6 separate regions of the Mus musculus genome follow, and all the other regions are linked to region 2. Evidence: chromatin contacts called from public ChIA-PET, HiChIP or PLAC-seq, Micro-C and promoter capture Hi-C data. All regions are on one chromosome and are shown on one strand. Each heading gives the region's core, a stretch centred on a gene start, on an enhancer-like site or on the middle of the called end of the contact. The rest is flanking DNA. Distances are from core to core; before and after follow the strand shown.

What was found. Promoter capture Hi-C pulls out the DNA fragments that hold promoters and counts their contacts. A called contact is a pair of places that touch in the nucleus more often than the background predicts. ChIA-PET counts read pairs in DNA pulled down with a chosen protein or histone mark. HiChIP or PLAC-seq counts read pairs in DNA pulled down with a chosen protein or histone mark.
Region 1: a contact with region 2 is called in a Micro-C map of embryonic stem cells, with 2.4 times the contacts expected there. The contact joins the promoter of Bzw1 here to the promoter of Sgo2a in region 2. A contact is called at or near these places in 14 of 39 promoter capture datasets (the 3T3-L1 cell line, 3T3-L1-derived adipocytes, cranial neural crest and 8 more), 8 of 484 Hi-C or Micro-C datasets (CD8 T cells, bone marrow-derived macrophages, embryonic fibroblasts and 4 more), 10 of 115 datasets of contacts at active chromatin or transcription factors (the SCID.adh cell line, astrocytes, bone marrow-derived macrophages and 6 more) and 1 of 9 other capture datasets (adipose tissue).
Region 3: a contact with region 2 is called in a promoter capture Hi-C map of cranial neural crest. The contact joins the enhancer-like site here to the promoter of Sgo2a in region 2. A contact is called at or near these places in 2 of 39 promoter capture datasets (cranial neural crest and second pharyngeal arch cranial neural crest), 7 of 115 datasets of contacts at active chromatin or transcription factors (embryonic limb bud, embryonic stem cells and stem cell-derived neural progenitor cells) and 1 of 9 other capture datasets (embryonic stem cells).
Region 4: an H3K4me3 HiChIP or PLAC-seq map of embryonic basal ganglia shows a contact between it and region 2, with 3 times the contacts expected there. The contact joins the enhancer-like site here to the promoter of Sgo2a in region 2. A contact is called at or near these places in 3 of 39 promoter capture datasets (cranial neural crest, embryonic stem cells and frontonasal cranial neural crest) and 5 of 115 datasets of contacts at active chromatin or transcription factors (embryonic basal ganglia, embryonic stem cells and stem cell-derived neural progenitor cells).
Region 5: a promoter capture Hi-C map of pre-B cells shows a contact between it and region 2, with 4 times the contacts expected there. The contact joins the promoter of Ppil3 here to the promoter of Sgo2a in region 2. A contact is called at or near these places in 5 of 39 promoter capture datasets (the 3T3-L1 cell line, 3T3-L1-derived adipocytes, pre-B cells and 1 more), 1 of 115 datasets of contacts at active chromatin or transcription factors (memory CD8 T cells) and 1 of 9 other capture datasets (pancreatic islet).
Region 6: a contact with region 2 is called in an RNA polymerase II ChIA-PET map of memory CD8 T cells, with 16 read pairs. The contact joins the enhancer-like site here to the promoter of Sgo2a in region 2. A contact is called at or near these places in 3 of 39 promoter capture datasets (cranial neural crest, frontonasal cranial neural crest and pre-B cells), 1 of 15 datasets of contacts at CTCF or cohesin (the NIH/3T3 cell line), 1 of 484 Hi-C or Micro-C datasets (CD8 T cells) and 10 of 115 datasets of contacts at active chromatin or transcription factors (the SCID.adh cell line, acute myeloid leukemia, bone marrow-derived macrophages and 5 more).

What each region holds. Positions count from the first base shown.
Region 1 is chr1:58,391,458-58,394,346 of GRCm38.p6, reverse strand. It overlaps Bzw1 (basic leucine zipper and W2 domains 1), which reads right to left and starts at 1,449. Exons shown (of 12, transcript NM_025824.4): 1 at 1,131-1,449; 2 at 72-145. The coding sequence starts at 135. Gm39644 (a long non-coding RNA gene) reads left to right here and starts at 1,804. Exons shown (of 3, transcript XR_003947828.1): 1 at 1,804-1,891.
Region 2 is chr1:57,994,466-57,997,351 of GRCm38.p6, reverse strand. Sgo2a (shugoshin 2A) reads right to left here and starts at 1,378. Exons shown (of 9, transcript NM_199007.2): 1 at 1,040-1,378.
Region 3 is chr1:57,527,579-57,530,643 of GRCm38.p6, reverse strand. No RefSeq gene overlaps it. Among named protein-coding and RNA genes, the nearest start is that of Gm22371, 110 kb to the right of the region's middle. Within about 2 kb of position 1,768, at least 13 of the 459 cell types and tissues checked have an H3K27ac peak or open chromatin away from gene starts, as enhancers often do. A contact at or near this core is called in embryonic limb bud, where this site is marked.
Region 4 is chr1:57,495,899-57,499,121 of GRCm38.p6, reverse strand. No RefSeq gene overlaps it. Among named protein-coding and RNA genes, the nearest start is that of Gm22371, 75 kb to the right of the region's middle. Within about 2 kb of position 1,376, at least 12 of the 459 cell types and tissues checked have an H3K27ac peak or open chromatin away from gene starts, as enhancers often do. A contact at or near this core is called in embryonic basal ganglia, where this site is marked.
Region 5 is chr1:58,444,038-58,446,875 of GRCm38.p6, reverse strand. It overlaps Ppil3 (peptidylprolyl isomerase (cyclophilin)-like 3), which reads left to right and starts at 1,390. Exons shown (of 7, transcript NM_001285827.1): 1 at 1,390-1,730; 2 at 2,237-2,287. The coding sequence starts at 2,285. It overlaps Nif3l1 (Ngg1 interacting factor 3-like 1 (S. pombe)), which reads right to left and starts at 1,725. Exons shown (of 7, transcript NM_022988.3): 1 at 1,242-1,725.
Region 6 is chr1:58,302,413-58,305,404 of GRCm38.p6, reverse strand. Aox2 (aldehyde oxidase 2) reads right to left here. Exons shown (of 36, transcript NM_001008419.2): 13 at 1,769-1,878; 14 at 792-976; 15 at 15-201. The region is part of intron 1 of Gm15759 (a long non-coding RNA gene); the gene reads left to right. Among named protein-coding and RNA genes, the nearest start is that of Gm15759, 12 kb to the left of the region's middle. Within about 2 kb of position 1,569, at least 156 of the 459 cell types and tissues checked have an H3K27ac peak or open chromatin away from gene starts, as enhancers often do. A contact at or near this core is called in CD8 T cells, the NIH/3T3 cell line, acute myeloid leukemia and 2 more, where this site is marked.

The DNA of each region.
Region 1 (2,889 bases), core at 200-2,699, 400 kb before region 2:
CAGCTACCTGACTGTGAGAGAAACCAAGATATGTCTGAAAGCTTGAGGGTGAGTTACAAATAAATAGTTACCTCTTTTTCTGGTTTTAAAACGCTGGCCTGATAGCGTTGGTTTTTGCTGCTTTTGATTATTCATAAAAGACACCCTAGAAAAAGGAGAAAGAAGGCCTTAAAAACACCCGTGCCAGTAATATTAACTTCTTAAACCAAGTATCAAACCTTAAATCAAAATTACAATTAAAGCAAGCCCAAGACGCTTTCAGTTAACAGGCAATAGAGAGGGTGCAGGTAAGTTTCCCTCTCCAGGAACCCCTTGATGTAAGTGCTGGAACTACACCTTGATAAAGCATTTTACTATCACCCTGTCTGGTGGCAAATGGCCTACCACAAACCTAACTACTCAGTCTCTCCTACACCGTTCTTTGCATCTCCCACTTTTTCTAAGTAACCCGAACTTAGAGGACTGTCGCGGTCACGAGCTATCTGTCAAAGGCCCTGAACCGCATCAGCGCTGCCCTCATTCCAAAGTGGCGCCGAGAGCCGCAGAGCCCGCTTGCACCCTTCCAAGATGCAAAACTGAGAGCTGGCCGCAAACGCTACAGCCCCAGCCGCCTCCTCCTCCCCGGGCACGTGTCTCCACATCCACACCCTTTCCCGTGCCTCCCGCCTCTCGGGGCTCGGGCGGCGGGCCCCGGAGCGCCGCAGGCCCTTCTCCACCGACCCTGTCGCCTGCGGTGGTGGCCGCCGCGCCGAGCGGACCACAGGCGCCGAGGCGCTGCGCGCCGGGGCCCCCGCCGCCCCGTACATCCGCCCGCCCTCCCGCGAAAGCAGCGGCGGAGGCGGCGGCCGCGGCGGTGGTGGCGGCGGCTGCGCCCCGCCCGCCGAACTCCCCACGCGTACATCACCCAACAGAGGCCGCGGCGGCTTTGTTACCCAGGCCGGCCGGGGCGCACACGGGGGCGCGCCGCCACCCCGGCGCCCCGCGGCCTCGCCCGCCCTCCAGAGCGGCGGCCCGGGCCACGGATCCAGGCCCCGGGTCCCGCCGGCCCCTCCGAACCGCGCCGCCACCCTCCTCCTCCTCCGGGCCACGGCGCGCCGCTCTTCCCCGGCGCTGCGCCGCGCTCGCCTCACCGAATTTAAGGCGAAGAGAAAAGAGCCAGAAATCCCCGAGCTGGCGGCAACTGCGGCGCTGTCTCCTCTGCGACCGGAACTAACGCGAGCAGGAGGGGAGGAAGAGGCGCCACCCCCGCCCCGGAGGCCTGCTATCGCGAGATTTCTACCCTGCGCCAGTTCGCACTCCCCCCTGCCGAAGGCCGCGGGGTTGCAGCTCGGGGGCACCGGCTAACACCGCGGTGGTAGGCGTCTCTGTCCCACCCTAAAGCCCCAGGCTGCCCTGACTCTTGTACCAGGGTAGCCCGTCCCCCTTCCTCCGCCGCAGCGGCCGGCCTCCCCCTCTCCGGGCGGGGATGGGAGTGGGAAGCGGCCCCTCAACGGCCGCGAGTTGGACCAGTCCGTCCCGGTCCAGCCCAGACCCCTCCTCCGGAAGCTGGAGCCCGGGGGTAGGGGGAATGCTGGGCGGCGGGCGCAGAGGCCGGGGCGTCTGTAGGGTTCTGCCTGGGTGAGGACTGCAGCCCGGCCTCCCTGCTCTGCGATGCGGTGTGCTGAGGGCAAGTCTGACCTCGGCCTGTCACCACGCCTTGCAAGGGGTGCTCGTCCCCTGACTGCGGTGGACTGGGAATTTGTTAAAACCAGATTGCGAGGCCCCCACCCGCAGGGTTTATAATTGCTTCTGGTGCAGGACTCAAGAATGTGCCTTTATCACAAAGTCTCCCGAGATAAGGACCTTCAGAAGGTGTATTCTCCGGGACAACAGATAAAACTGCCCGCATCCGGTTTGTGCCCTTTTCATCCGCCATCCCCCAAACACCGGGATTTGTCCTTAAAATCCCTTTCCATGTACCAACTTCTCGCTCTCGCTCTCGCTCTCTCTCTCTCTCTCTCTCTCTCTCTCTCTCTCTCTCTCGCGTGTTCCAGATCGAGGCCAGCCTGGTCTACAGAGTGAATTCTAGGAGAGCCAGGGGTATTTCTGACATCCACCGTCCCTGTACTCAAACCTTTAATCTTTCTTACTCGTACATGGAAGGCACTTCTGTTCACTGGCATTTAACATATACTGTATTTGGAGTTTCGGATTTGCCTCTAAGGCTTTAAGCCGCTGTTTGTTGGATCTTGGCTGTCAATTCTTTTCCGTTCAAGTTGGTAGGTCGGAGCGCTGAAGGAGCAGCGGTGGGAAAATAGCCTAGCAGCAACAGCCTAACTTCTTGGAGGTACTGGTGGCCCATAGGACTGAACTTTGGTGGGACCTAGGAAGGCCAGGCCGTGGAGCATAGTGGGAAATGATGGGAATCAGGGCTCTAAGTTCCCCTACCTTTATCCTCTAACCCTGAGTCCGTTGGCATTTCTCTTGGAAGTCTTATTTCATACTCTGCATGATAGACTACCACGTCCCCCACGTTATGTTTGTTTCTGATGTGTTAAGGGTACAGTATTTCACTAATTAAAAAGCCATGTTTGTGTAGTATGTGTGTAGCAGACATTCTCCTAAGCACTTAACTGCGTTGAGTCCTTGAAACTGCCCTATGACTTTGACACTTGTTAGTCTTGTTGGGAAAAGAAGGCATATAGGTCAGTTAACTTGCCAGTGAACGGCCCCCCAGCGGCCTGGTCCACCAATATAATAAACTGCCAGGTCACACACTGAGCTGAGCTAGAGACACAAAAAACGGTGAATAGCCAAACCCGTTACTCATAAAGCTTCCCTCCGCATTGGCCACATTTCCCAATTCGGTCTCCTCTCCAGTACAGTCCTGATTTACACCCTGCCTTTGTA
Region 2 (2,886 bases), core at 129-2,628:
CAAAAATCCCTAGATTCCACAAGATTCCTCATTATCTTTACCTTCCTCACCCTAACTGCCCTCCAACTCTTCCCAACCCGGAAGCGGTCCTATAGTAGGCTACAAAGTGACCTAGTCAGGTACCTGCAATTCTCAATCTATACATAGTCTGCAGATCTAGTATAAGGATCCAATGAAAAGATTCTTATTTATCTAGGCATCCCTAACGCCATCACAAACATCTTCACGGAGAAGAGCAGAGATTAGGGTAATGCTGACAGGCAGAAGTTTCTATTAAATGTGTTTTCTGCTGAACTCTTAGTGCCTGGCACATAGCAGCTCCTTGGATAAACATTTCTAATAGAAATATATATGAACACATGAAAGAACTTCTCAGTAGAAAAAAAATCTGCCCAATGTTGAAATGGTCATGTTTGAAAGCATTGAGCAGATGTGGAAAGCTGTTAAGCAAATGACCGAGAAGATGGTTGGGGGCGGGGGGCGAATTTCTGCAACGGGGAGGAAGTTCACTAGGAACGTTTCAACAGTAAAGTTCAACTGTTCTAAAGTTTCGCCCCCCCCCCCCACCAAAAACAAACAAACAAACCATAAAACCGCAGGGAAGCTGGTAGGCTAATTGCAGGTTTTCACCTCACAATCTGAGCAGGGAAACAAGGAGGCTAGCTGCAGATCTTCAACTTTCCCTCCAGTCCAATCCCCCGTCTCATCCACAGCCCTGTGGCAGACCTTCTACTGTGACCTCTTCTCATTCTTTGATCCCACTTCTGAGGGGGGCGGGAATAAACAGATCCTGATGACACACCCTGCTTTCCTCCCTCCTGTGGACCCCCATGCCACGCCCTAGCATATAGCACATCTCCATTTCTAAGTGTCAGCTCCCAATACCCAGATCCCGGCCAAGCTATTAGTTCTCTGTTCGAAACAAGCCTGGCAGAAGCCCTACCCTGGAGATGCGTGTAGGTGCATCCTTACCTACACGAAAGCAGCCGTTTCAGACCTGGTCACAAGGACCTAGATCCCTTTCCCTCCAGGTACTGACCTGAAAACTAGTGGCGACCCCTCGCCCAGCTGGGAGCTCAAAGTCAGAACAGAGGTTACCGCCCCGATCCGAAGGCGGCTCCGCGTCCCGGCTCCGCGTCCCGGCCCTGCAAGCCGACGCGCGGCGGCGAGGACTGAGGCGCCAGGAGTGGCTACCGAGAAGGGTTCCGGCTTCGCAGGCCTTGCTGGCCGCGCTGGCCTCGTCCACGCCTACCAGCGACCCCTTCAGCTGTGGGTGCCCACACTTGCCAGGGAAGCGCGACAATCCGCGAAGACCAGGATTCAGGTTTAAACTGCGCGGCAGTTAGCGTTTATGCTCCAGCCAATCAGATTCCGAGAAGGCGGCGCAAAGATGCGCTGCCACCCGGAAGTGGAAGACGGAAGGGGCGGGACGTACTGGAGAGGGTCGAGTGGGCGTGGCTGGGTGAGCCGGGCGGGCTGCAGCGAGCGTGAAAAGGTTCTCCTTGCCTCTCTGAGCTTCTGGTAGCCATTTCCACCAGCCCTGACAGAGAGGGCCATTCACCACGGATAAAGGGACACTCTGAGGGTTGGCAGGCACCTCTAGTCCTTCGCAGGGCTTTGTGTTGTTCACTGTGTGATTATTTGTCTGCATCCAGTTTCTGCATTCTTGCCTTCCAATTGTGATCCTTGCTTCTTTACACTTCACTTAAAAGCCTTTCTCAATTTTGCACTTGGAAGTGCTGCAATGATACTCCATTTTAGCAGAGTACACAGAGTGGCATTTTAAACTATTTCAACTATATTTTAAAATGTGTTAGTCTTATTTTTCAAGTCAGTTTGGTTCTTTTTACAAAAGGTTAATAATAATATATATATGTAGAATTTCGAGAAACGATATTTTAAAAAACTGCTCTGTTCCATCATATTAAAAATACAAATAGAAGCCAGGCAGTGATGGTGCATACCTTTAATACCAGCACTTGGGAACCTTTAATACCAGCACTTGGGAGGCAGAGGCAGGCAAATTTCTGAGTTCGAGGCCAGTCTTGTCTACAGAGTGAGTTCCAGGACAGCCAGGGCTACACAGAGAAACCCTGTCTTGAAAAACCTAAATAAATAAATAAATACTACAAATATGGCATTTAGAGGTCATGAGCATTTGTTGCAAAGGACCCAGGTTTAGTTATCAGCACTCACATGGTGGCTCACAGCCATCTGTAACTCCAATTCTGGGGAATCTTATGTCCTCTTCTGGCCTCTGCAGGCACCAGATATGCATATGGTGTACATACATACATGCATGCGTACATTCGGGCAAAATATACATATAAAATAATAAATCTTTTAAAAAGAACCTTGTCATCCCTAGGTGGGGCAGTCTCTGGATGGCCTTTCCTTCATTCTCTGCTCCACACTTTGCCTCTGTATTTCCTCCTGTGAGTAGCCTGTTTCCCCTGCTAAGAAGCACTGGAGCACTTTGGTCTTCCTTCTTCTTGAGCTTCATGTGGTCTGTGAATTGTATCTTGGGTATTCTGAGCTTCTGGGCTAATATCTACTTGTCAGTGAGTGTGTACCATGTGTGATCTTTTGTGACTGGGTTACCTCACTCAGGTTTTCTAGTTCCATCCATTTGTCTAAGAATTTCATGAAGTCATTGTTTTTAAATAGCTGAGTAGTGCTCTGTTGTAGAAATGTACCACATTTTCTGTTCCTCGGTTGAAAGACATCTGGGTTCTTTCCAGCTTCTGGCTATTATTATATTATGATATACATTATAATATTACATATAATATATCATAATATTATACATATGTGTGTACAGATATATCATAATATATATATATGAACATAGTGGAGCATCTTATGTGTTAGAGCATCTTCTGGGTA
Region 3 (3,065 bases), core at 519-3,018, 470 kb after region 2:
CATGACTGTACAGAGACCCTGTTTCCTACAACTAGGTATGATGTCCCCTAAGGAGGTAGCTCAGAGCTGTTTTAGCTCCTTTTGGAGTTCTGCTTGTGGACTTAGCTGTGAATGAGGGGAATGTGGCTTACATAGTAAGCATTTAAGGAGGAACTGGTGGTTGAAGAAAAAGAGTGGACTGCAGCTATTCAGTGCTTGAGGGTGGACCTAAAGGGCTGTAGACAAAACACAACCATCCAGAACAGTGGTTCTCAACCTTCCTAATGCAGAGACCACTTAATACAGTTCCTTATGCTGTGGTGACCCCTCCCCCAACTATAAAATTATCTTCATTGCTACTTCACAACTGTAATTTTGCTGCTGTTATGAATTGTAATGTAAATATATTTTGGAGGTAGAGGTTTGCCAAAGGAGTCATGACCTACAGGTTGAGAACCACTCATCTAAAACATTTTATATTATATTCAAAGATTTAAAAACATCTTCATTCTATTCTTAGGATCAATTACACTATATAACAACTCACTATTATTTATCAAGATGGTTAAATGTATTAAAAAGCACAAAATGGCCCCAAGGATAGCAGGAGGCAGATCAATGTTAATTTGTAAGGGTTTTGGAATAGTGAGGTTCAGAAATGAAGGAGATGGGGTGAGGATGGTTGCTTTGTTGATTTCTGTGTTCATCAAGACTGTTGAAGATTAGGGGTGTGATCTACGATTGGCAGCAATTAGCTGCAGAGCACCACAATGCTCACACTTCTACCTGGAAGAGGAGGAGGAGGAGGAAGAGGAAGAGGAGGAGGAAGAGAAGAAAAGAGTTCTAGGAACTTGCTCTTTGGAACAATCAAAAGTAGTTTGGAGGTTATACATGGAGTTTCAACAAGGCTAATTGGTATGCCTTTTTCTCCTTCCTTTTCTAATTCTATCTACCAAATTGAGTAACCCAAGATGTTACCGTTAGAATGGTCTTGGACCAGGCAGGCACTCACAAATAGGCTCTACACAGGAGTAGGTAGACAGATGGAGATTCTTGGCTTCTGTTTCTGTGACAACTTGAATCTCTGTGTAGTTTTGTTTGTAAATCTGCCATCTTAGAATGGGTAAAGGAGAAGCAAACACTGTCTGCCCCTCTCAACCAGTTGGTGTCTAGCTTCTGAGAGCAGCAGGGGCTCTCACTGCCAGCCTGGGACTGGAAGCTGCTCAGATAACTGTCTGCTTAGGCTAACAATATTCTCGCAGAACACATTCCAAGCACAAACTCATGCTGTAAGTAAATAAGGGGCAAACACTTACAACTATTAAAACCCAAACATTCAGTTTCCTTCTCAGGCTGACCACAAGTTCACTTTCTGAAATTGAAGATCCACATCTTTCAACTCATGGATCACCAGTCCCTTGTGTCAAGATAACGATTTTAATATGGTAACACTGAAATAATCATGTTTTTTTTAAACAACAGGCTCTTCTCTCCCCCTGCCCTGACTAAGGCAGAAAATGCCTTTCTCTGTGCATTAAACTGGATGCATGGTAAACCAGGATCCTGAAAGAATGAATGAGCATGAATGAGATTTACCTAAGAGCTACCCAAACAGAAAAAGATGTGGGCACCGACCTGCTTCAAGGGAACGAGGCTGAACCAAACATCTGTTCAGCTTTCTTCTCCTCCCTCACCCCTCCCCAGTGGTTAATGATATCTGAAGCGCTTAAGCCTTGCACATTCCTTCACTAATTAAATTCCTGCAAAGCTGTCTCATGAATCAGGTGCTTTGTGGAGCAAGAATACAGACTCTGCTTTTGTGAGGCCAGTGGCTGCCTAGGCTCAGGTAGGAGTGCAGTGTGCATGCTGGGCTTGCAGAGCCTTCAATGGTCTCTTTTCTTTAAAGATCTTCCTTTGCTTTTTACTGCCTGTCCTGTTGAGACTCAGTGGGAAGAGGTGGGAGTCAAGTTGCGTAAGTCAAGATGGAAGAATGTGAAAACAACAAACAAACAAGCAAACAAACAAAATTTAAGAATATGAAAATGCTGTTTTTGATTGGACAAGATAGTTGAGTCACTCAACAGTAAATTAAGGGGAAGAGCTGCTATTCCCAAAACAGAAGACCCCTCTTATTCCATGGTTCAGAGGTGAGACGGCCATTGGCATGGCAAAAGAGTTGTGGTGAGAAGTTTCCAAGGGATCCTTTTTCAAGGAAGACCGTATATGGGATGCAGGGACTTGCCTCAGTTAAGAGCAATCATGAAATGCCTACTGTGCTCTGTAGAAAAGGATGCCCGACGCTATCTCTGGTTAATGTCTTCTCTGGTTAATGCCAGGCACTTCACACGGATGCCCTGAAACTCTAACAACTCACGATGGTGATTTCCCTCACTGTGTAGCAGAAGAACTTAATGTGTAGAGAGACTCAATATCTGATATGTGGGTGCAGGGAATTTAAAAACTCTTCTATTTTTCCTTTTTTCTTTTGTTTCTTTTCTTTCTTTGTTTTAATCACCTTAACTGAAGGCACAATTGTGGTCTGGAATAGATACATCACAATACAGAGCAAAGCAGTAAATAGTGACCAGGCATCACAGGACAAAAGACCTCAGAGAAGGTGAAACACCCAGACCAAGGTAGCTTTGTGGTTTTCAGCAGAGAGACAACATGGGGGACTAACAAAAATTCTCAGCCTGATGGAAATGAGCAGGAAGGAGCCAGGAAATCATTCCAGTTTAGGTAAAACTGGATACACAAAGACATAAAGGTATAAATAAGTAGCAACTGTGACCCAAACCCCGTCTCTTCCAGGACCCTGTTCTTCCTTCACAGGGAAAACAGACATTGTGGTCTGACCCAGAGCACACACCCTTGAACACCCATGCAACCTGGTGTCTACCTGGTCTCCATCTTCCTTCCTCATGCCACTGTGCAGTGTTTGGGCCCACGCTCTCACCTGTCTTCTAGCGCCATTAAAGAAGGAACATTGCCTGTGACCACATGTTCATGACAGCTGGTCTGAAAGACCAGCCATCCTGCCCAAACCTGCTCAACAGAACTGCTTGCAAGTCCGGAGTGCTCCTTGT
Region 4 (3,223 bases), core at 127-2,626, 500 kb after region 2:
AATTTTCTGTAGCAATATAATTTTGTATTGGATCTACTGTTTCACCTCCCACTGTCCTAACCAAGCTGGAAAACAGATACATTCAAATTATACAACTCTACTTTTTAATTACTTTATGTTCCAAATTCCCCCACACATTTGTCCAGCATAGGTGGGAATTTTTTTTATATTAGTTGGCCTAAATTTTATTTTAAAAGATAAAGTGTTTATTAGGTCATATGCCCCTCCCCGTAATGCTGACTGTGGAAGACTACACAGAAGTATCTTGTGTTACTCTTTTACCTCCTTCTTCTTCCTCCTCCTCCTCCTCTTCCTCCTCCTCCTTCTCCTCTTCCTCTTCCTCTTCCTCTTCCTCTCTCTCTCTCTCTCTCTCTCTGAAACTGGGTTCAGTCTCATGTAGCCCTGGAACACAACACAAAGCTGAGTGAGCTCATTCAGTCTCAGGCTTCCTTGCTTGGGTAAAATTTCATCATTTCAATCCACGCCAGTCAGAGTCTTTGATAGATTGTTATATATTTCTGATGATCTTTAATGGAACAGAAGACTCTTCCTTAGGTGAGACGTTAGACAAGAGTCTCCTTAGACATGGGGGTTCAGGAGGGGGATGATGTTTGAAAGTCTTTGTGGATAGAAAAAAAATCTCTGAAAATTATTCAAATAAGATTAATACAAATTATTTCTAGAGGTAGATATTTGAAAGCAAACATACAAGAAACTGGGAAAAGTTCAAGGAAAGGGGAAATTAAGAAAACCCAAGAAGATAAAAACAGAGACAAATAAAAAAGATGGAGAGGTAAGTTAAAATGAATAGAGACTGAAATAAAAAGTGGGAAGGACTGCACACAGCAGTCGTGCTCCCACACTGCCTCGGCAGCCATGGTCTCCTAGCTGACCCTCTTTATACAGTGCTTGACTGGAGTTAGGAAGACCTGTGCAGCCAAGCAAATTTAAAACCAAATCAATACTTGGAAGTTCTCCTGGAACAAATTCGTTGGGAACATCAGCAAGCTAGCTGGGAAGCAGCGGCCATGATCATGGCCCTTAACTGTTCAAGCTTCAAAGCCTTCCACTTTGAACTAACAAAAGAGCTGAGAAATGTGACAGTGCAAAGACCCTGTGGTTGGGGGTGGGGGAAGAACAGTGATTCCACATGTAGATGATCAGTCTGCATCGTGTGGTTTGGCTTTGCCAAGCGTGGGTCTGGTGTTTCCACAGCCTCAAGCCTACGTGCTTAGACAGTGAGTGTCCTTTTAATGCTCTCATGGTTAGAATTCATTTGTGTTACTCTGTCCTATGCACATGTGATCATAATGAGGGAAATGAGCGACCATCTTTAGTATATTATAGTCAATGTCTCAAGTGTAGCCAAATAACTGTCATTCATCTGTCCATTCATTCAGCAAATATGTTCTAAACGCCTGCAATGTGCCAGCTGCTGTTCGAGGAAGTGGGGCTCAATCATCAACAAGAACGACAAAGTCCCTGATTATGAAGTATTTACTATGCAGAAACCCAATGGGAAGATTGCCTTTTTAGCCTGGTACAATCTAATTGATTTACTCTCAGCCACTCACAAAGCCTTTTCACTTTCCAGAGCGTTTCAAAAACTCTCAAGGAGGAAACACTGGTAGGGGAAAAGAATGGTCTTGGAACAGGGCTCCAAGAAACAAACAAAGCAAAAAGCAGGATCCCACAGGCCAACAGTAGCCAGGAGCACAATTCCTTCCATGTAAGAGTCTGTGCTTTCAACAGGGACAGTTTCTTAGCTAATGGACATTTCAAAGGACACAGAAGACCTTTTAATAGGATTATACTTAAACCTGTTTTAGATTAAATTCTCTACCTGTTTGACACCCTAGTAACCCAGCCAGATTTGTATTTCAGAGAGAGAGAGAGAGAGAGAGAGAGAGAGAGAGAGAGTGCTTCTGGAAAGAACAAGGAGACAGAAGGCCCTGCCTCTCCCACTGAGATGGGGAATAAACCCCGGGAAACAGGAAACCTGCCTCAGATGTACTGTCTGCAATGTTCAAATTCATCAGCAACATGGGCAGAGCTCCTTGCCTCCATTCCCTCCAGTGCAAAACCCCACTGGCCATTGTTTCCTAAAGCCCAGGGTCAAATTGAATATTTTTGCCTGAACATCAGCAGCAATAAATGTTCACCTCTAGGTGACACAATGGTCAAGCATTTAACAGAACTGAACACAGAATTACTGAGAACCTTGCTGCCAGCTTTCAGCAGCTAATCTAATGTTCTTTCAGAGTGTGAAGAAGGCTGCCGAAAGGGAAAATAAAAAAATGCAAATTTTGTGTTTCCACCTGGAGCTGGGTGGCATTAGGCACAGATGCAGAATGGATAAAATGAGAACATGAAGCAGTGTTCTTCTAAGACTTGGTGGCTAATTCACTCAGCTGAGAGTCTGTCTCCAAGCTAGTTAACATGCAGATGAAACTGGCATACTAAACTTTCAGAGATAGATAGAACACTCTGCGTCAGGGTCCAGGTGAATGGCTCTTTTTGACACCTAAGAGAAGCCTTAACATGTATTTCTGTCTTGACTTCTGTCCCGTTGGGTTTCTGCATAGTAAATAAGTCAAATTACACTATTTCTGTCTGAAAGAACATCCTGTAGTAAATAAGGTAGTTTTTAAAATCAGTTTCTAATGAGCTCAAGTTCATGTTCAGGCCTTAAGCCGTCTGCTAGGTGACCAGGGAGCAGCGGTATCCTAAGGGTTAATCTATTGTTGGCTGACACTGCTGACTCACTCCTGGTGGCTTTTGCTTGCAGGTGTAGGGGCTGATTGTCACTTGCAGTGGTTTTTGAAGTTGACTTTGTACTTACTATTAGGAGCCGCTTCTACATTGACTTATTTCCTGCTATATTAATTTGTGAGCTGGGGTTGCTCAAGTCCAGACTTTAAAACACTCCTGAAATCTAAGATGGCACCTAGTGTTTAGTTCTGTATAGGAGAGAGAGGCATGGCCTATGGTCCACCACTCTCCAGGCGTGACTTGACTGAATCTGTTGCACCCAATAGTACCTTGTCACATCTTTTTTCAGGCTACTGGTATACGTAGATCTACAAACACGCCTCCTTTATGCAGTGTGTAATATCACAGCCTCAAAAATCCTGGTTCCTTCAGTAATTAACTTCACTGTCTTAGATCCCTTACCTGCAAACTGAGGTCAGTCATATTCTGCCTATAGAATTGCCATGGAAGC
Region 5 (2,838 bases), core at 141-2,640, 450 kb before region 2:
TGTGTTTGCCTCAAACAGGTATTGTAAAAGTATCTTTTATTCACCTGGTATAATTGTCGTCTCCCATCTCTCTGCTAAGCTAGGCCTAGTTCTGGAAGCTTATAGCCTCCATACAATCTTATCTAGGCCTATTATGTTTTCAGACTCTGAGAATTACTGCCGAATAAGCTCACCCTTTCTAGTTCTTTCTGAGCTTGCGCTGGCTGGCTGGTTCAACTCAGCTGTTCTGGCTCAAACTCCTCTCCAAGCTGCCTGATTCATCTGGCTTCTCTCTCAGCCTCTGACTGAATGGTTCTGCATGGCCTCAAACTAAGCCTGACAATCCTCTCTAATCTTCTGGCTGCTTCTTGTTCTTTGGCTCAGTCTGTCTTCACTTATGCATAGCTTGTTTTCTCTATCTGCATCCTCTCTATATATAACTGTCCCAGTAAAAACTGCCCCCAGTCTCTCTCTGCACTACCCCTTAAGTAGCCCATCTTTTCTCCCTGTTCTGGAGAGAGCTGGGCATATCCTATTCTGTCAAATCTTTCTCTGATTCCTCACTTTGTCTGCCATTCAATTAGACATCACTTTCAAACATGGATGCTTCCTTCTACAAACTAATTTTACCTTCATTGTTTGAGATTAAAGATGTGTGCTAAGGGCACACCACAACTAGAAAGGTTCCTCCCACCCACCATCGGTAAATAACACAATCTCGGGGGTTCACAGTGTGACCAAACATCCTGTAACAAGCTACCAACGAGACTGATGTAACTTGTGGCTTTCTTGTTATACAATAAACTTCTATTGTGAGATGACACGACCACGTCCCGGTGTTTTTCTCGGACAATGTGCTCACAGTACAGACACATTTAAAGCATTATTTGAATGGGCTGGAGCTGCCGTACAATGGAGAGATGGGAATATCCATTGTCAATCTACATGATCTTTAGCCCTCTGAACAGCCACTTGCTATTTTTCAATTACACGAGAGCTCTCTTTGCACTTGCGTGTGGTTTTTCTTTCATTTACGCATGGCTCAAGACCTTTTCCAGAATAATCAAGGGCCGCGTGGCATAGCCTTTATTCCTGGAGTCAGCACCCTCACCCCTCCTGCAGCAAGGCAGTTTTCATCTGCAACCTCTCCTTCTATATTCATGTTCCCCCGGCCCTCTGCAGTCACCACAGCCAGCCCGATGTGCACCTCCAGCGAGAAGAACAGACAGCCCCCGCGAGCCCTTCAGTGGTTCACAACTCACCAGTCGCAGAAGCTCTTTCAGTGTATCACTTCCGCTCTGCTCTGAAGCTCCTGGCTTTGTGGAAAGAGTTGGGCAGAAGTGGTCCTGTGCGTTCTGCTTCCGACTCCAGGCCGCTGTGTGAAGTTGGGCGGAAGTTGTCCTGTGCGTTCTGCTTCCGACTCCAGGCCGCTGTGTGAAGTTGGGCGGAATTGGTCCTGTGCGTTCTGCTTCCCACTCCAGGCCGCTGTATGAAGTTGCTGGGCGACAGCGGGTTCTGCTTCTTAGTGAGGTTGTGGGTAGAGCTCTCAGGGGCCGAGGGGTGAGGTGCGTGGTCCTCCGAGTCCTAGTCGGTGTGATGAGGAGAGACTGACGGGAGAGTAGGGCGTCCCCTGCGGAGGGCTCCGGGCTTCACTTCTGTGGCGCACAGACACGCCTTTGGAACCCGCAGGCATGCCGGCCCTTGTAGTTGAGGCTTTTCCGTTCCCGCAGCAGTGGTGCTGAGCGCAGTGGGTGAGTGTGGGGGAAAGGCTTTTATCCTTTTCTCCGTGCACTCAAACGCCTGCTGCGCCCCACGTTGGTGCAAATTTATTTCTTGGGATCCTCGTGGTGAACTCTCGGGCTGGAGATGGTATTCCTGGGACTTTTAAATACGATTGATAAGTTAGCAAGATGTGGCGTTTGGGAAAAAACAAAACAAAAGTGTGAAGTATAGAAATGTATTGTACAGACGTCTTAAGTAAAGTAGGTGTCCCGGGTAAAGGGAGCTCCAAGTGCCTATCTAGAGCACTAGACCTGGAGGTGGGGCTATGCCTCCCTTGCAGAAAGCCTTGAAGAAAATGAGTAAAGTAAGTGCGCACTGGGGTGGCTTGTTGCATTGGGTAGGATCAACACTTTTATGATAGGATTTTCATTTAGAGGATGCTAGTCTAAGCTTTTCGTTGTAAATCTACCATAAAGATGAACAAGTATGGTGGGAACTTGATAGGGTAAAGTGAACTAATTCCTCTCTCTTGTAGGAGATTTGAAAAATTAAACAGTGCTTCCTAGAACCATCAAGAAGGAAAATGGTGAGTATGTATCATAGAATTATTCTAACTGGGTGGTTGGTTGCTTGTTTCTAACCCCTTTGGGTTCCCTGGAGCTGGAGACACAAGCAGATGTGGGTGCTGGGAACTGAACAGGCCCTGCTGCAAAAGCAACAAGTCCTGGTACCTGCCAAGCCTGCCCTCTCAGCCGCCCATTACATGGTTTTTAATTTGTGTGTGTGTGTGTGTGTGTGTGTGTGTGTGTGTGTTTTGGTTTTTTGAGACAGGGTTTCTCTGTGTAGCCCTTGCTGTCGTGGAACTCACTCTGTAGACCAGGCTGGCCTCAAACTCAGAAATCCGCCTGTCTCTGCCTCCCAAGTGCTAGGATTAAAGGCATGTGCCTCCACGACTGGCTGTTTTTTAATTTTTAATGAATATTTTTTTGGAGGAAGTCAGACAGGATAGTGAGTGTGTAGCTCAGTGGCAGAGTGCGTTCCTAGGATAAGGAAGGAGAGGGGAAGGGAGGGGATGTGGCGAGGGAGAGACTGTGTGTACCAGTATAGAGGGAACAAAGTAGAATAAACAAGTGGACA
Region 6 (2,992 bases), core at 320-2,819, 310 kb before region 2:
CCCAACGCACTTACGGTGGACTCCGGGGGCAGCTTCTGGTCAGCCTTCAGTTCCTGCAGAACCTCCAGGTAGAACTTGAAGAAGAGGCTGACAATCAGAGTCCTCCTGAATTCCACTTTGCCTCCCAGGGCTGAGCCTGGAAGGGAGACTTCATCCAGAAGCAGTCTGCAAGCCTCGTCTAGCATCAGTGCGTTCCAGCGCCTGGCACCGTGTGAGGCAAGAAGAACCAGTTAAAGGTGGCCTGATTGCAGGGAACCGACATTTTAGAGACTCCCCCCCCCCTCCCAGGGTTTCCCTTAGAATTTCTGTTTACAAGGGACGATGGACAAAACAAAGCCTGCGGGTTGCTCCAAGAGGCACAAGAATCATGGCTGAGTGAGAATGGTGCCTTCTCCATTGCAGCATAAATCAAGCATGTTTTGGAGTCAGAATATTCTAGAACCATTCCAGAATATTCTAGAGCAGCACAGAATTCACACTTGAATGCCCTTTACCTAGGAAGAAAGTGTGAACCCTATGGTAGGAGCATTGAGTGCCCCACAGAGAGGCCGGCTGGGTGTCCATTTGCAGGAGAAACAGGGGCTGGATGAGAAAACACAGGCCATTTTTGTTGTGTCCTCTCCCCAAAAGTGGCCTAATTGAAGCCAAATAATGTGGAATTAAGTCAGCAAAACTAAAGAAGGAAGAAGCAGTGGTTCTTTTGAGTCCAAGTTTCTGTCATTCCAGTTGTCAGGGCCAATTCTTTGTCCTGTCATTGAGGCTCCCTTTAAGGCACAGAGTTCATGACTCACCGGCCCAGAAGCTGCTGGCAGGACCTTTGTGCGCTGACGGTGGTGGGCCCCACCCCTCCATAGGCAATGCTCAGCTCCTCAATGACGTCTGTGCCTTCTCTGAACAGGACTCTCATGCCAGCATTTACATCAGGCAAGGCGTTCTGATGGCACTGGGCCTGCCGGAAGGCAGACACGAACTCCCGCTGAGGAGACAGAAACCACTCCTTCAGAATGAAAAGCCAGGTTTCTTCCTTCCCCGGGTCTTCTGTAAGAGCGACAGGTGGTCACAGCTGCTGAGCCCTCTAATTCGACGATACACCATTTTTCTATCTGCTACCTTTGCATGCCAAAGTTTCTGTTCCACAGGAAGGACTACCAAAGATTATCCATAGCTGAAATGAAACTTAAGACTTCATTATGACCTGTGAGTGGTGTGTGTGTGTGTGTGTTTGTGTGTGTGTTATTGTGCTTCTTTTAGAGTCAAGCACAGCTTTTGGAAAGAGGCCTATGGAACAGAGAGGGCAGAAGGCCACCTTCATAGCTAGCTGGGTGGTATCCTGGACCAGGGAACATCTGGAGGCCTTGTGTTTCTATGTGCTGTAGGGTTTGGCAGAAATGTGGGGCTGGGAAAGCCAAGTCTAGGGCTCCAGCTTCCTGTGTGTCAAGTGGAGAAGCTCCATCTGCAGCCAGAGAACCTTCACCTATGGAAACAAGTGGGCTTGGGAGCGTGGCCACAGGCCTTCCTGTGGGCTTCCGCAGGCCACACCCCAAGGCTGCGGGCCACACCCCACAGCTGCAGCAACAACCAAAACCCACATCCAGCAGCACTTGTGCAGGCCAGCCCCAGAGGTTTATTGCTGAACCAGTTTGCAGTGGGTCAGGAAACAGTTTTGGGGGCACGGTTACGCTCCTTCCGACTGTCTGCAGATAGCAGAGATGACTTCACTATGGACAACGGGAAGAAACAACGTCAAGGCAACCAGCCAGGGTCTTACCTTCTGAGAGTGTGGGATGTACACAGACCCCAGAATCTCCTCGGGCTTCAGGTCTGCACTTGCCAACCCAGCAAGAAAATGTCCACTGAGGGGAATCTGCCGCGGGCCTTCTGTGGAAGGAAATGCCATTTCAGGACAGCCGTGAGAAAAGCAAGCCCCATCCGCACCTTCAGAGGTTGGCTGCCAGAGGAGAAGGCATATGACCTCTGTTCACAGAGACTGAGGCAGAGGTCCCAGTCTGTGAAACTGTCCAGTGTCCCCTTTCCTTCCACTGTGCGTGACATTTGTTTTCCTGTCAACACTCATGCCATACCCACCACCCTGTTGGTTTTCATCCTTCAGCGAGGCTAGCTAACTAAATGAACCACGGACGGAGGGTCAAGGCTGAGGTATAACTTATGAGAACACTGGGTCTCACTGTAAGCAGTTATCTGCTTTTCACACTTACTGCAGTTTTGTGTTCCTGACGCAAACATACCTTTAAACAACTTGTCAAATCTCCCTTGGGCTCAGCTATCACTTCTTGGGACCAGAGGGCTCTCCTCCGGCTTTAAAATATGGTTTGCATTTTTTAAGGTAAAGGATATCTGTTCTCAACCTCTCCCAAGACCATTGGGAAATACAGACATTTACATTACGATTCATAACAGTAGTGAACTTACAGTTAGGATGTAACAATGAAGATAATTTTATGGTGTGTGTGTGTGTGTGTGTGTGGGTGGGTGGGTGGGTGGGTGGGGAGTTACCACAACATGAGGAACTGTACTAAAGAGGTGCAGCATTAGGAAGGTTGGGAACCACTGGTATAGGATGAATCCTGAAGAGGTCAAACCACAGCCCAGGGATGGCATGAGCTCTGTGCAGGTTGGAAAGCTAGCAAAGTCACCGCTCATCACTGCCTGCCTCCCTTGCTGCTAAGTCCGTGAGCTGAGACCCTGCCTTCTCTGGAGTGATGGAGGTCTGTGCCAGCTTCAGCAGAGTTTGGAAGGCAGATACCATAAATCAAAGGTAACTACAAATACCCAATAGAACATTGCTACCATCATGATAACAGAAGACCCTGAGAAGGTACCTCACCATCTTGGTATCCCCAGAGCCTTGGCTTCTTGACCGTTTTGTGGGTTATACTGGGGTCATCCCAAACTACAGGCCTGGTGTCCTCAGAGAGGAGCCCAGCTCCACCAGCACACTTAACCTTTTAATGGTCTCCTTCTTAGTAGGTTT